Regions from separate parts of the Mus musculus genome. Here region 1 is linked to region 2. The links are chromatin contacts, called in public HiChIP or PLAC-seq maps. All regions are on one chromosome and are shown on one strand. Each heading gives the region's core, a stretch centred on a gene start, on an enhancer-like site or on the middle of the called end of the contact. The rest is flanking DNA. Distances are from core to core; before and after follow the strand shown. Region 1 holds the start of Accsl (1-aminocyclopropane-1-carboxylate synthase (non-functional)-like). Region 2 holds the start of Ext2 (exostosin glycosyltransferase 2).

Evidence for each region. HiChIP or PLAC-seq counts read pairs in DNA pulled down with a chosen protein or histone mark.
Region 1: an H3K27ac HiChIP or PLAC-seq map of embryonic stem cells shows a contact between it and region 2, with 5 read pairs. The contact joins the promoter of Accsl here to the promoter of Ext2 in region 2. A contact is called at or near these places in 2 of 39 promoter capture datasets (the 3T3-L1 cell line and pre-B cells), 1 of 15 datasets of contacts at CTCF or cohesin (CD8 T cells), 4 of 484 Hi-C or Micro-C datasets (CD4 T cells, the N1E-115 cell line and embryonic stem cells), 3 of 115 datasets of contacts at active chromatin or transcription factors (CD8 T cells and embryonic stem cells) and 4 of 9 other capture datasets (adipose tissue, liver, macrophages and 1 more).

Annotation. Positions count from the first base shown.
Region 1 is chr2:93,866,241-93,872,450 of GRCm38.p6, forward strand. Accsl (1-aminocyclopropane-1-carboxylate synthase (non-functional)-like) reads right to left here and starts at 2,917. Exons shown (of 15, transcript NM_001033452.4): 1 at 2,782-2,917. The coding sequence starts at 2,803.
Region 2 is chr2:93,819,318-93,824,717 of GRCm38.p6, forward strand. It overlaps Ext2 (exostosin glycosyltransferase 2), which reads right to left and starts at 3,251. Exons shown (of 14, transcript NM_010163.3): 1 at 3,070-3,251.

The sequences.
Region 1 (6,210 bases), core at 1,667-4,166, 47 kb after region 2:
GAGAGATTGAGCACAGAAAGCAAAAGACAGCTTTCCCCTGAGGTCCTGACATGGTTGGGAACAGAACTGATTGTCAGCTTCATCGATGGCTTCTCCCACCTCTACCCTTGAGGCTTAGGCTCTAAATAGCTCACAAAGCCCAAGAGCGCATGCAAGTGTCCCCCCACCCAGCTGCTGGTGTATTCTACTGAGATGCTGTTAGAATGTGTCCTTACTGCCTGAGAACAAGCAGTAAGGCCCTCTAGGAGAAAAGAGGGAGTTGGCCTTTTCTAGGGTCTTCCTGTGCTCTAACCAGAGATGGCTCTAAATGAGAAGGGAGGGGCTTGTGTTGTTCAATCCCAGTACCAAGTAAACCATTGTACTGAAACCGGTCAGTATACGGTCACCTGGGGGTCAAACCTGGCCTCTCACCTGTTTCTATAGGTAACAGGTAACCAGGGACTAGGAAGATGGCTCAGTTGGAAAAGTGCTTGCTGCACAAATATGAGGACCTAAGTTCAATCCCCAGCACCCATGTTAAAAAGCTGGGTGTGGCATCAGGTGCCCATCATCCCAGCTCTTGGGAGACAGAGGCAAGATGTGATGGAGGCCAACGGCAGAGTGGAATAGCTGTGATGGAGGCCATGCGGCCCTCAGAGCTTCAACAGTTAAACACTCTTGAATTTAATTATTTAATTATGCTGGGTAGTGGTGGTGCACATATTTCATCCCAGCGCTTCTTGGGGGGCTGAAGCAGGCAGACCTCTGTAAGTTTGAGGCCAGCTTGGTCTACAGAATGAGGTTCAGGGTAGCCAAAGCTACATAGAGAAATCCTGTCTTGAAAAACAGTGTGTGTGTGTGTGTGTGTGTGTGTGTGAGAGAGAGAGAGAGAGAGAGAGAGAGAGACAGAGACAGAGACAGAGACAGAGACAGAGAGAGAGACAGAGAGAGACAGAGACAGAGAGAGAGAATATGGATATTTGGCCTGCATTCTGTTTGTGTACCACATGCATGCAGTGCCCATAGAAATCAGAAGAGTGCTGGATATGCTGGACCTGAGGCTACAGATTGTTGAGCACACATGCAAGTGCTAAAAATCAACACCTGAACTGCTGAGACATTGCTCCAGCACCCCCCCCCCCCAAAGCTTCAACTAGTTACCATCCCGACCTTTATAGAAAAGGGTTGCCAACCTCTGTTTTAGAACATAAACCTTTCTTTTTGCTTGTTTCCCCATCCTCCACCAAGATAGTCACAGCAGATACCCAGTCCCTCCATCCTGCCCTCACACAGGTTCCTAGTGTGCCAGGACAGCTGTTTCGGGGCTTTCATTTCTAGTCTCCCTAGCCCAGGGTGCAGCTGCTCATCTGTGGCCCATCTGAATCACCTAGCAGTGTGATACGGGCCTCAGACAGTGAAGCCAAGTTCCTGGACTTCAGTTAGATCAAGGTTGGGGTAAGAACCAAAAAGTCTTCATTTCTACCAAGCTCCCAGGTCTGTACTCAGTGAACATGCTACCAGTGTTTCTAAAAACCGGTCAGAATACCAGGAGCGACCAAGAAATACCTTCTTAATGCCTCAATGAGCCAGCGAAACAAACCAAGACAGCAAACTCCAGGTGGTGGGGCTGCCTGAGGCTACCACTGCCTCTCATTCTTTAAGACAACCTCCACCCAGAAAACTAGGCTTATGACCCTTCCACCATATGCTGTGATTCTCAGCTTTTTTCCAAGCAACAACAACCCCACCCACACATGTCTAAAACCTTGTTGCTTCTTCTACACATGTATAGTATCAGCACTTCAAAGTACTAAACATGCTCTGCAACATCCAGGAGGTTCGGTGGCCAGCCAGTCTAGCCCAAACAGAGAGCATCTGTAAGAGATTCTATCTCAAGCACAAGGTGGAACGTGATGAAGACACTCAACAGTGACCTCTCCCCTCTCTATACACGCAGTGTCCACACACAAAGAATTGCATTCTCCTGGAAGATGTATTTTTAAGAAGGAAGTGAAAATGGGCTAAGGTCATCAGGGAACTTAGAAGTTGGGGACTCTGACAAGACTTCTTATATAGGAAATGTAAATGATGCTGCAGCACAAAGAAATGTTGCCCCTAAAGCCAAGCCCTAAGCATTAGAACTGGGGTTCATCAGTCCTCTCCTTCAAACCCCTTGGCTCTGCCTTGGTTTCAGGGTCCTTAAGTCTGCCCTCACCTACCTTCCAGATCCTCCAGGTTGGTTAAAATCAGCATCAGGGTCAGACAAGCTGCTGCTGGCACGATGTTCCTCTGCCATGAGTTCGGGCTCAAGGTAGGTCTTGAGCAGAGGAGGTGGGAAGGAGCCAGGCAGGGATCGGCTCAGTGCTAGGGTAGGGTTCCCCTAGGCTTCACCTGGTCCGTCTTTCCAGTTAGTTCCACAAGCCTCGCTTTGTGGATGAGAAATAGAGGCTCAAAGGAATGAACTGAGTCTACCAGACACAGAAGTAGGATGTGTTTATCAGGGAAGGTTCCAGGCACATCGGCCCCTAGTGGCCGTGCCTCGTGTGCCCCAGTGCGGCCATGAACATAACCCAACACAGAGTCAAAACGGAAAACACCGAGGTTGCTGTTGCTTTGCTTCTGTAGCTCCACTACCCAGTTCTCAAGCACCGGCTTTATGGATAATGTTGTATTACAATGTTAGGTCTAAGCCGTTTGACAATAAAACTCCACTTTCTTTTAAGCTCCAGGGCACTGTGTGTGGCCCAAAGTCCCTGCCTCCCTCCATTCTCATGGCTTGCGTAGTCACCCCACCGAGCTCACCTTCATTTCTGTTCTCACTCATCTCTGTGCAGTCCGAAGTCTAAATCCAGGAGTGTCTTTGTCATTCAGGGAGCAGAAGCTTGCTCCTCCGCCCCCTCCCCTCTCTTTTAAGCACAAGGTGGCTTGCAGGGTAATGAGACCCATCTTTTCCCCTCCTGGAGCCAACTACCCAGCAGCTCCCCATTATCTAGATGGCCTTGGCATAATTACAGAGAACTGGCTCGGAGTATCCGGTTGGAGCAAATCTGAAGAGTATTGGCTTCAGCTGAAGTGTTCACAGGCTGGGAGGGCCCCTGCTCTTCGAAGGAGGCTAGAGCCAGGGCCTGTGTGTACAGGCAAGACACGGGATGAATCGGGTGCTCACTGACTATGGAAAGTAACCAGAGGGGGAGGAGCCTGTTCAAAGCACAAAGAAGCCTATGGTACCTCCCCGTTTCTGAGGAGGCCATATTTGAGAGTAGGCTGAAGTGGGGTTTAGTCAGCACAGGAGGGGCCACTGCATTAAGAGGTCTTGGAGGGAGCACCAGGAACCCCAGGCACCATCCCCTAGGGCCCAGGACATAGGGTCCCTTGCCTGTGTGGCTTTGGCAAGCCTTCCTTTCTCCTTGGGAAAGACAGAGGCCAGGAAAACTACATCCCAGGTGGTGTGGAGACTAACTGGAGGATGGATGTGTGCTGACATGACGGGGCAGGAAGGGTTGTATGAAATGTCTCAGCTGTGACTGAGCCTCCCGTGACTGTCTAGGGACAGATGTGGACCCAAAGTAGCCTATCCTTCCAGAATACCCATGCCCTGCTCTCAAACTTTGAGGGAAAGATGATCCAGGTGTGGTGGCACGTGCATTTAATCCCAGCACGTGGGAAGCAGAGACAGGAGGGCCTCCTTGAGTTCAGGTACAGCCTGGTTTATGTAGTGAGACCCTGGGCTACAGTTGGGTGCTGGTCTAGGGACCCCAGGACTCTGGACTGCTAACGTCCACCCCTCCTTTTGCCCCACGGCCACTTTCCCTCCTCATTCGCCCTTCTGTTTTTTTTTTTTTTAATGGCATTATTTTCTTCTAAATGGTAAACACACCTGACTCATTTCTCTGTGTTGTTTCTTTCCAGCTCCCCTATCTAGAATCTAAACCCCATGAGGAGAGATGCTTCAACTGTCTTATTTATTGCTGTCTGTCTGAGGAAGACCAGGAGCTCAATAATTGCTGGGATTTGGACTGAAAGTTTCCTCCTAAGGCCTTAAAGCAGTGCTGTTGGCTCTCTCTCTGTCTCTCTCTCTCTCCTCTCCTCTCCACCAGCGGCTCCCCAGTATGATATGCTACCTGGTCTAATATTAACAGAGCTAAGCAACTGTGAACTGAAGCCTTCAAAACTATGCATGGAAATAAATCTTCTGTCTTTCCAAAGTTGTTTGCCTCGAGATTCATAACATTAATGGATGTTAATACCTTGTCAGTGGATGAGTGGGTGGGTGGGTGGGTGAGTGGATGCCCGAAGGCACTTATCTGAGGTCTGGGCTTTAGGCTTCTCTGCTCTCTGGTTCCAAGGCACATAGAGAGGGATCTTGGTTATGTTTGATTAACATTTATTTATAGTATAGTATAGTATATTGATTTTTAAATTTTGTGTTTATTTTATTCATTTTATGTATGAGTGCTCTGCTGCATGTACACCTGCATGCCAGAAGAGGGCGTCAGATCCCTTTATAGGTCATGAACCACCATGTGGGTGCTGGGAAATGAACTCAGGACCTCTGGGAGAGCAGCCAGTGCTCTTAACCACTGAGCCAGCTCTCTAGCCCATATTATATTGACTAATGAGTGAAGATGATAACTTTAAAATTAAGCAATTGTATGCCCTTGGTGAATGTTGGCAGCAGAAGGAAGAGTTTACTAGAGAAAAAGCCCTTGTTTATAACCTATCACATTGGGCTGGCTTGGAGCCTCCTCTTTGGGGCATCACTTCCAGCCATTCAGACATAACCCAGATTTGCCAACAGGGGGCGCTAAGTCCTTATTTTTTTGCTATTCATGGAACTTGTGGTAGTCAGTGTAGGTCCACAAAGGCTGCAGTCCGAATAAAGAAAAGGCCAGGTGCAGTCATGGCTATCACCCTTCAGCCCCTGAGGTATAGTAGGTGACCGCAGAAGGGCTGGAATTTAGAGGTGCCTGAGGTCCATTGCCAGGCCCTCGTAGGTCTCCACAACTGTTGACTTCCTGTATCCCCTGATGGTTCAGAGTCTGCATTTTGAGGACTGGACAGAGTGAGTAATCTCAGCCAGAGTCTCCTACATAAACACATCCCAGACTCACCAGCCACCTCTTCCTGTCCTTCCTCACACCTTTTCTCAAAGTTCTGCTTCAAAACCAGACAAGAGTCCATGAGCAGCATCTGACTTGGCCAGCTTTAGAAGGCCCTGGGTTTGAAGGTGGGGACAGCAGAAGTAGGCAACAGTAGCTGATGAGGGGAGACTCCTCCTCCCAACTGCTCCTGCTCCCAGCATCCTCCAGAGAGCAACCTGCTAAGCCTGGAGATAGAGGCATGGGGGACAAAGCCTGCCAAGAACCCCTGACACACCTCAAAGAAAGGTAAAGGTTGGTCGTGATGATCAAAGGCTCAGAGAGAAACAGGGGTCCTCCCTGAAAGCACCAGGCTTACCCCAGCTGCAGGTGCTACCTGGAGTCTGTACCACTGCTATGTTTTGTGTCACAGGGCTAGAGTCTCACATAAGACACTTCCTGACAATTTGATAAACAAAGGGTCTAATTTACAGGAGAACACACTGAACCCAGCAGGGTTCTTCAACCTCATCCAAGTTCAAGCTACTTGCATTAGTTGAGTGAAATCTAGTCTGAAGCCAGGCCCAACATGGCGTCTTCCCGGGCCACAGAGACCGGCCCTGAAGAATCCTCCTGTAGTGTGCTTGTCTTTGGGCGATTTGACATGACCCAGAGTGAGAGGCTGAAGAGGACACAGGCTAGAAAGGCCTTGGCTCCAGCTTCTTCAAACCACTCACCCTACAGGGCCTGTCCTTCAGAGTGGTCCCTTCCCTCCAGAAAGTCCATGCTGCCTGCAGCCTCCCTGTGCCCTCAGGCCTCAGCTCTTCCCCCATGGTTGGTTCTCAGAGCACTCAGACTCCACCAGGTCAGTCATGTTGCATGTCCCTTCCCTTATCCGATGGGGACCATGCACCCAGTAGGTACCAAGCACACAGTAGTTACCAAGTCACTGTTTCTGTTTACTTGTCTAGTGTTTGCATGGGAAGTCAGACAGCCCCCCACCCCCCCAAAAAAGCTGTTCTTGCTTTCCAGAGAATTCTGAACCCGATTTGCAAACAACAACATCTGGCCCCGTTAGAGAGCAGCAGGAGCAAATTAGCCTTGCTCAGTCATAAGCACATACGCACAGTATGTGTCTCAGTCACAAGCAGCC
Region 2 (5,400 bases), core at 2,001-4,500:
CCAGCTGCCGTTAGTCCTGCAGCCTCAGACATCTGAAGATGCGTCACTTAGGGGAAGCTGAGTGCAGAGGGAAGTAGAGGCAGATCCTGAAGCTGACAGACAGTGCCAGGCGAAGCAGCTGCCCCAGGGAGGGCAAAGCAGCTCTCCTCCACCTCAAAGGCCTGCTGCCAGCCCCGAGGATCTGGGATCTCCAAGAATGCAGAGTTCTCAGTGGCCCCAATCTCCCAGGATCTCTTCCCACTGCTACCCTTTACTGCAGAAGCCAAGGCTATGTGGCTGTGTTCACTTCTTTTGCGGTTCCACCATGATGAGGATTGAAGCCCAGTAGACCGTCACATCTGCCCCCAGCTGCAGGTCACATCTGCCCCCAGCTGCAGGTCACATCTGCCCCCAGCTGCAGGTCACATCTGCCCCCAGCTGCAGGTCACATCTGTCCCCAGCTGCAGGGCATGATGCCGTGGAACCTCGCATGCTTCACGGTGTGCTGTGAGCTGGCATCTGGCTGTCCCAAACTAGCATTCTCTGATATGAAGGCTTCTAAGGGAGACACCAGGAGGCAGCCACTACCCTTCCATCACCACAGGCCACACCTGCTCAAGAGCTACAGCCACCATGCTGGGCTACCTCCCTCCTACCTGGGTCTCTCCCCAAATGGCTATGGTAGGAGAGCTACATTTGTCACCCTAGAGTGCAGGGGTTACAGACGCCTTGCCTTACACTGCCGATGGGGTCCTTGCTGCCATCTGAGGGTGAGCAAGTCAGTCCAGGACATGCTTTCAGGATGCTTGCAGGCCACTGCTAGATGCACAAGCAGGGTCTGTGCTCTGCCAGACTAAGAAAGAGAACACGAGCATTAAGTGTTTGGCAGGAGGGGGCTCCGGAAAACAGAGAGAGGAACCGGAAAGCGGAACGGTGTGGATGGAACTGGGAAACCACTTGGTTATGCTAAGAGCCCCTGGAGAGTCATCAGAGTGCACATCAGAACCACCCTGACTGCTGAGAGCTGAGGCACAGCAGCCCAAAGCCACCCCAGGCATGTGCACTCCTCCTGACTGCTAGGGAGCTGAGGCACAGCAGCCCAAAGCCACCCCAGGCATGTGCACTCCTCCTGACTGCTAGGGAGCTGAGGCACAGCAGCCCAAAGCCACCCCAGGCATGTGCACTCCTCCTGACTGCTAGGGAGCTGAGGCACAGCAGCCCAAAGCCACCCCAGGCATGTGCGCTCCTCCTGGCTTAAGGAAGCCTTTACAGACCAGCTCCGTCCGTACCCAAGGTCTGCACCAAATGTCTCCATCATATCCTGGGGAATAAAGCTGAGAGGGTGGTGGCAAGCACTTGGGCCAGAACACACACTCATAATAAAACAGACCGGGGGTGAGTGGCAACAGGACGACAGTTCAGTGTCAGAGTACTGGCTGGGCATGGCTAAACCCAGGAATATAGTTGTTGGTGTTGTTGGAGAGGGGCTGAAGAGATGGCTCAGCAGCTAAGAGCAAATGCTGCTCTATTGTTATTACTGTTGTTGTTATGATTATGATTATTGGAGAGGGGCTAGGGAGATGGTTCAGCAGTTAAGAACACTTGCTTCTCTTTCTATTATTATCATTATCATTATCATTGGAAAGGGGCTGGAAAGGTGGTTCAGCGGTTACCTTTATCGTAGCTGAGCTATGTCCTCGAAGCACCCCACCCCTGATAAACCTGTGCTGAATCCTGCAGACTGAATCCTAGTTCTCCTGACTGCCCAGTTTCATACCATGGCCTGGATCAAAACAAGAATTTCATCTCTGACCCTTCAAATGATCATCCTTCAAACCTATCAAACACCCTCCCCCTCAATTAAAAAAAAAGAAATTCTGGAACGATTCATCCAGATTCAGAGAACTGAGTCACTGGAAATGACTCTAACACCCATCTACAGGCAGGGTGAGCCACTCGCCCCGTTCCTGGAATTGCTCCTTCCTAACACTGGCCTGAAACACCTTTCTTCCAAGCTCCGGGCTATAGCCAATCCACTCAGCCCAGCATTCCAAGTCACAATTTCCTGTTGTCTTAGCCTTTTTAGAGCTGTCCTGCCCGCTGAACAGCCTGCCACCGCTACACAGGAATGCTTCTGAAAGCAAAGAAGGCAAACAGACACAAACTTACGGTGCACAGCCATGACAGGATTAGAATTAGAGTTCCAGTGTGGCTCATTACCTCCAAAAAGGGTTTCCAATATAAAGACACTGTTTGACTGACCGTGGCAGTTACATCACGGTGAATACGTTAAGTACCCAAGTGAACACTTACCCTACACATGTGCATTTAGTATGTGCTACTTCATCCTCCTGACAGCACTGTGTGACAAACTTCTGAACCTCCCTGTGGTGGAGAAAGGTCAAGAGCAAGGCTAAGAACTTCCAGGGTTCCACAACAGAACTCCAAGGCTGGGCTTCAGCGCCCAGCAGCCTGGATCCTCAGATGACTACACAGGCTCTATAGAGCAACTAGGAGGTTTAAGTCAGGGAAAGTGACTGTAATAAAAACTCAACCGTGTTTATTATTCCCGTGAATCGCCTTGAGTTCCAGAGTACACACAAAGTTCAATTACACTACTTAGAACTAATGGCTGACTTTTAAAAATTGAAATGGACCTGCCCTAGACTCAAGACAACATCCACACTCCCTAAGTGATAGGGCGCTTCCAGATTGGCACCTGATAAGTGACACCAAACCATTATTTGACTCTCAAAACTGGACACTGTTCCCAGCATCCGGAGCGCATCTCCCAACGCTCGGAGCCAGTGGTTCCTTCCTGAGCCACCCTCTCCACCGCGTCCCACCCAGAACATGCACTGGACGACACCGGTCCTGGACAGCCAAGGTGTAAGGCCTTCCTGGGAGGACTCGGGTCCCACAACGCCCGATTACAACAGGAAGCAGAGGTTCTGGACAGGAGGTCAGGCCTGGGGACCGGGGCACAGGTACAGCAGGGGCCGCGGTGCAGCGCTGCGGCGCTCCTGCAGCCCCGGGGCTCCCAGAGGCCCAGCCCCGAGGCCCACCCGGCCGCCCGCGCGCCGCGCTCACCTCGGAACCGGCCGCTTCCCGCTCGGCCCCGCGCTCCGTCACCGGCTCTTGCCGCGGGCCGCGAGCCACGGCTGTGTCGGATCGCGCGGTGACGGGAGCCCGCCGCCAGCACCAGGTACCCTGGAGCCAGCGGGGAAGCCTGCGCCGGCCTCCAGTTCCCCACGGCTGACACGGCGCGCACTGCGCATGCGAAGCGGTAGCGCCGCGCCCCCTGCTGGACAGGAGGAGTCAGCGCACGTGAGCATTCCCGTTCGGGGCAAAGGCAGAGTGACAGCCAGGCGCACCAAGCTCTGGGATAAAACTGTGGAAAAGGCAAGCATTTGGGTCAGGCGTGGTGGCTTATATCCATAATCTCAGCACAGCAGAAGGATCACTCACTAGTTCCAGGCTAGCTTAGCCATAAAGAGACAATCTACAACTCTGCAAAGCATAGTTAGGCCCCCAGGGCAATTTGGCAGTATCCATCAAGGTGTAAAAAAAAAAAAAAAACTCCCTAGCCCTGCAATTCCAACCAACCTTCTTTGTAGTTTACCCTGCAGAAAGTCTCACCACTTATTGAAACATTCACCAGCCGGGCGAGGTGGCGCACGCCTTTAATCCCAGCACTCGGGAGGCAGAGGCAGGTGGATTTCTGAGTTCGAGGCCAGCCTGGTCTACAAAGTGAGTTCCAGGACATCTCCTGGCTATACAGAGAAACCCTGTCTCGAAAAACCAAAAAAAAAAAAAAAAAAAAAAGAAGAAGAAAGAAAAGAAAGAAAGAAACATTCACCGCACTATTTCTAATACTAGCAAGAAAGTAAACTGTAGGATTATGGAACAACGGAGAAGGAGTCGTCATACCAGTCAGCAAGGTAATATCTCCAAGACAGGCTAATGAGAAGCCACAGTCCCTTAAGAAGGGACAAGCACGATCACTTTTAGTTAAAATGTGCTTGTGCAAAATCAGAAGAGAGAAAATGTGTGAGCAGATGCTTGTGTCCAGGTGTAAGTATAATATTTTTCTGGGAAAAAAATCCAGCCGGGCAATGGTGGCGCACGCCTTTTATCCCAGCACTTGGGAGGCAGAGGTAGGCGGATTTCTGAGTTCGATGCCAGCCTGGTCTACAGAATGAGTTCCAGGACAGCCAGGGCGACACATAAAAACCCTGTCTCGAAAAACAAAACAAAACAAACAAACAAACAAAAATCCAAGACGCAGTTATAAAATTTTGGAAGTAACTGGAGCGGCATGCATAGTGGCATCTGTCACAAGGCAGCAAAAAGCTGAGTGACAGTTACTGAAAGGCTAATGAGGCAACCCAGCTTGCCATTGCTGGCTGTAGTTCTTCATCTGTCCACGAGATGCGAATGCATTTTGGTCCCGATTGTACTTTAGCGCCACCTCGTGGATATTGTTACTTACAGCTTAAATACCCACAGAGATTACTGTCTGGAGACCTAGGAAGACTTTCCTCACCAACAAAGATTCCAGTATTGGGGGGTTACTATCTCTTTGTCTTAGACCTAGAGAGATTGGAATGAGAAAAATCTAGGGACAGAAGGTTCTGTCCAAATTCCTCTTCCCACATCTAACAGAATGTGTCTCTATCCCTCAAACACACACACACACACACACACACACACACACACACTACTAAACTCACTATATACACCCATTTGAGAACTGGATGGGTGACGTCAATGTTGGCCAATGGTACCACAGCCAAATTCCTGGAATTCCACAGGACAGTGGCTTGTATCATTTTAAAAAGAAAACTTAAGGTTTATTATTATTATTATTATTATTATTGTTATTCTATCACGTATTGGTCTCTCTGTGTGAGAGAATTGCATGAAAGTGCATGCCAGAAGATGGCATTGGGTCTCCTGGAACTACAGGGAGTTGTAAACTGTCTGATGGTGCTAGGAATCAAACTCTGGTCCTCGAAAAGAGCAGCAAGTTCTCTAAACCACTGAATCATAACTCCAACCCAAGGTTTTACTTCTTAAAAGCAGGTCAGCTGTAGCTGTCTGCACTGGGAGATTTTGTCTTGTTTCTTATCTGTTTCCTTTGTATTTGTGTGTCTTTTTCAACATGTTTTTAATGCTTTGTACGTGTTAGCATTAAGTGAACGTTTACTGGGTTACAAAATTGTGTTATGCATGGCCTTTGGGAGCCCTTGCCTGCCTTGTTCACATTTTATAGCCTTAAGCTTGCATGGTGCCTGGAATATGGCACGTGTTCAGTGTTTGTTAAGTGACTAAAGGGGGCAAGATCACGAATGCGCTAACTAGGAATAAGACAAGTGTGCAAGTGAGGCTACATAAAGCAGAGAGTGAGAAGCTGAGAAG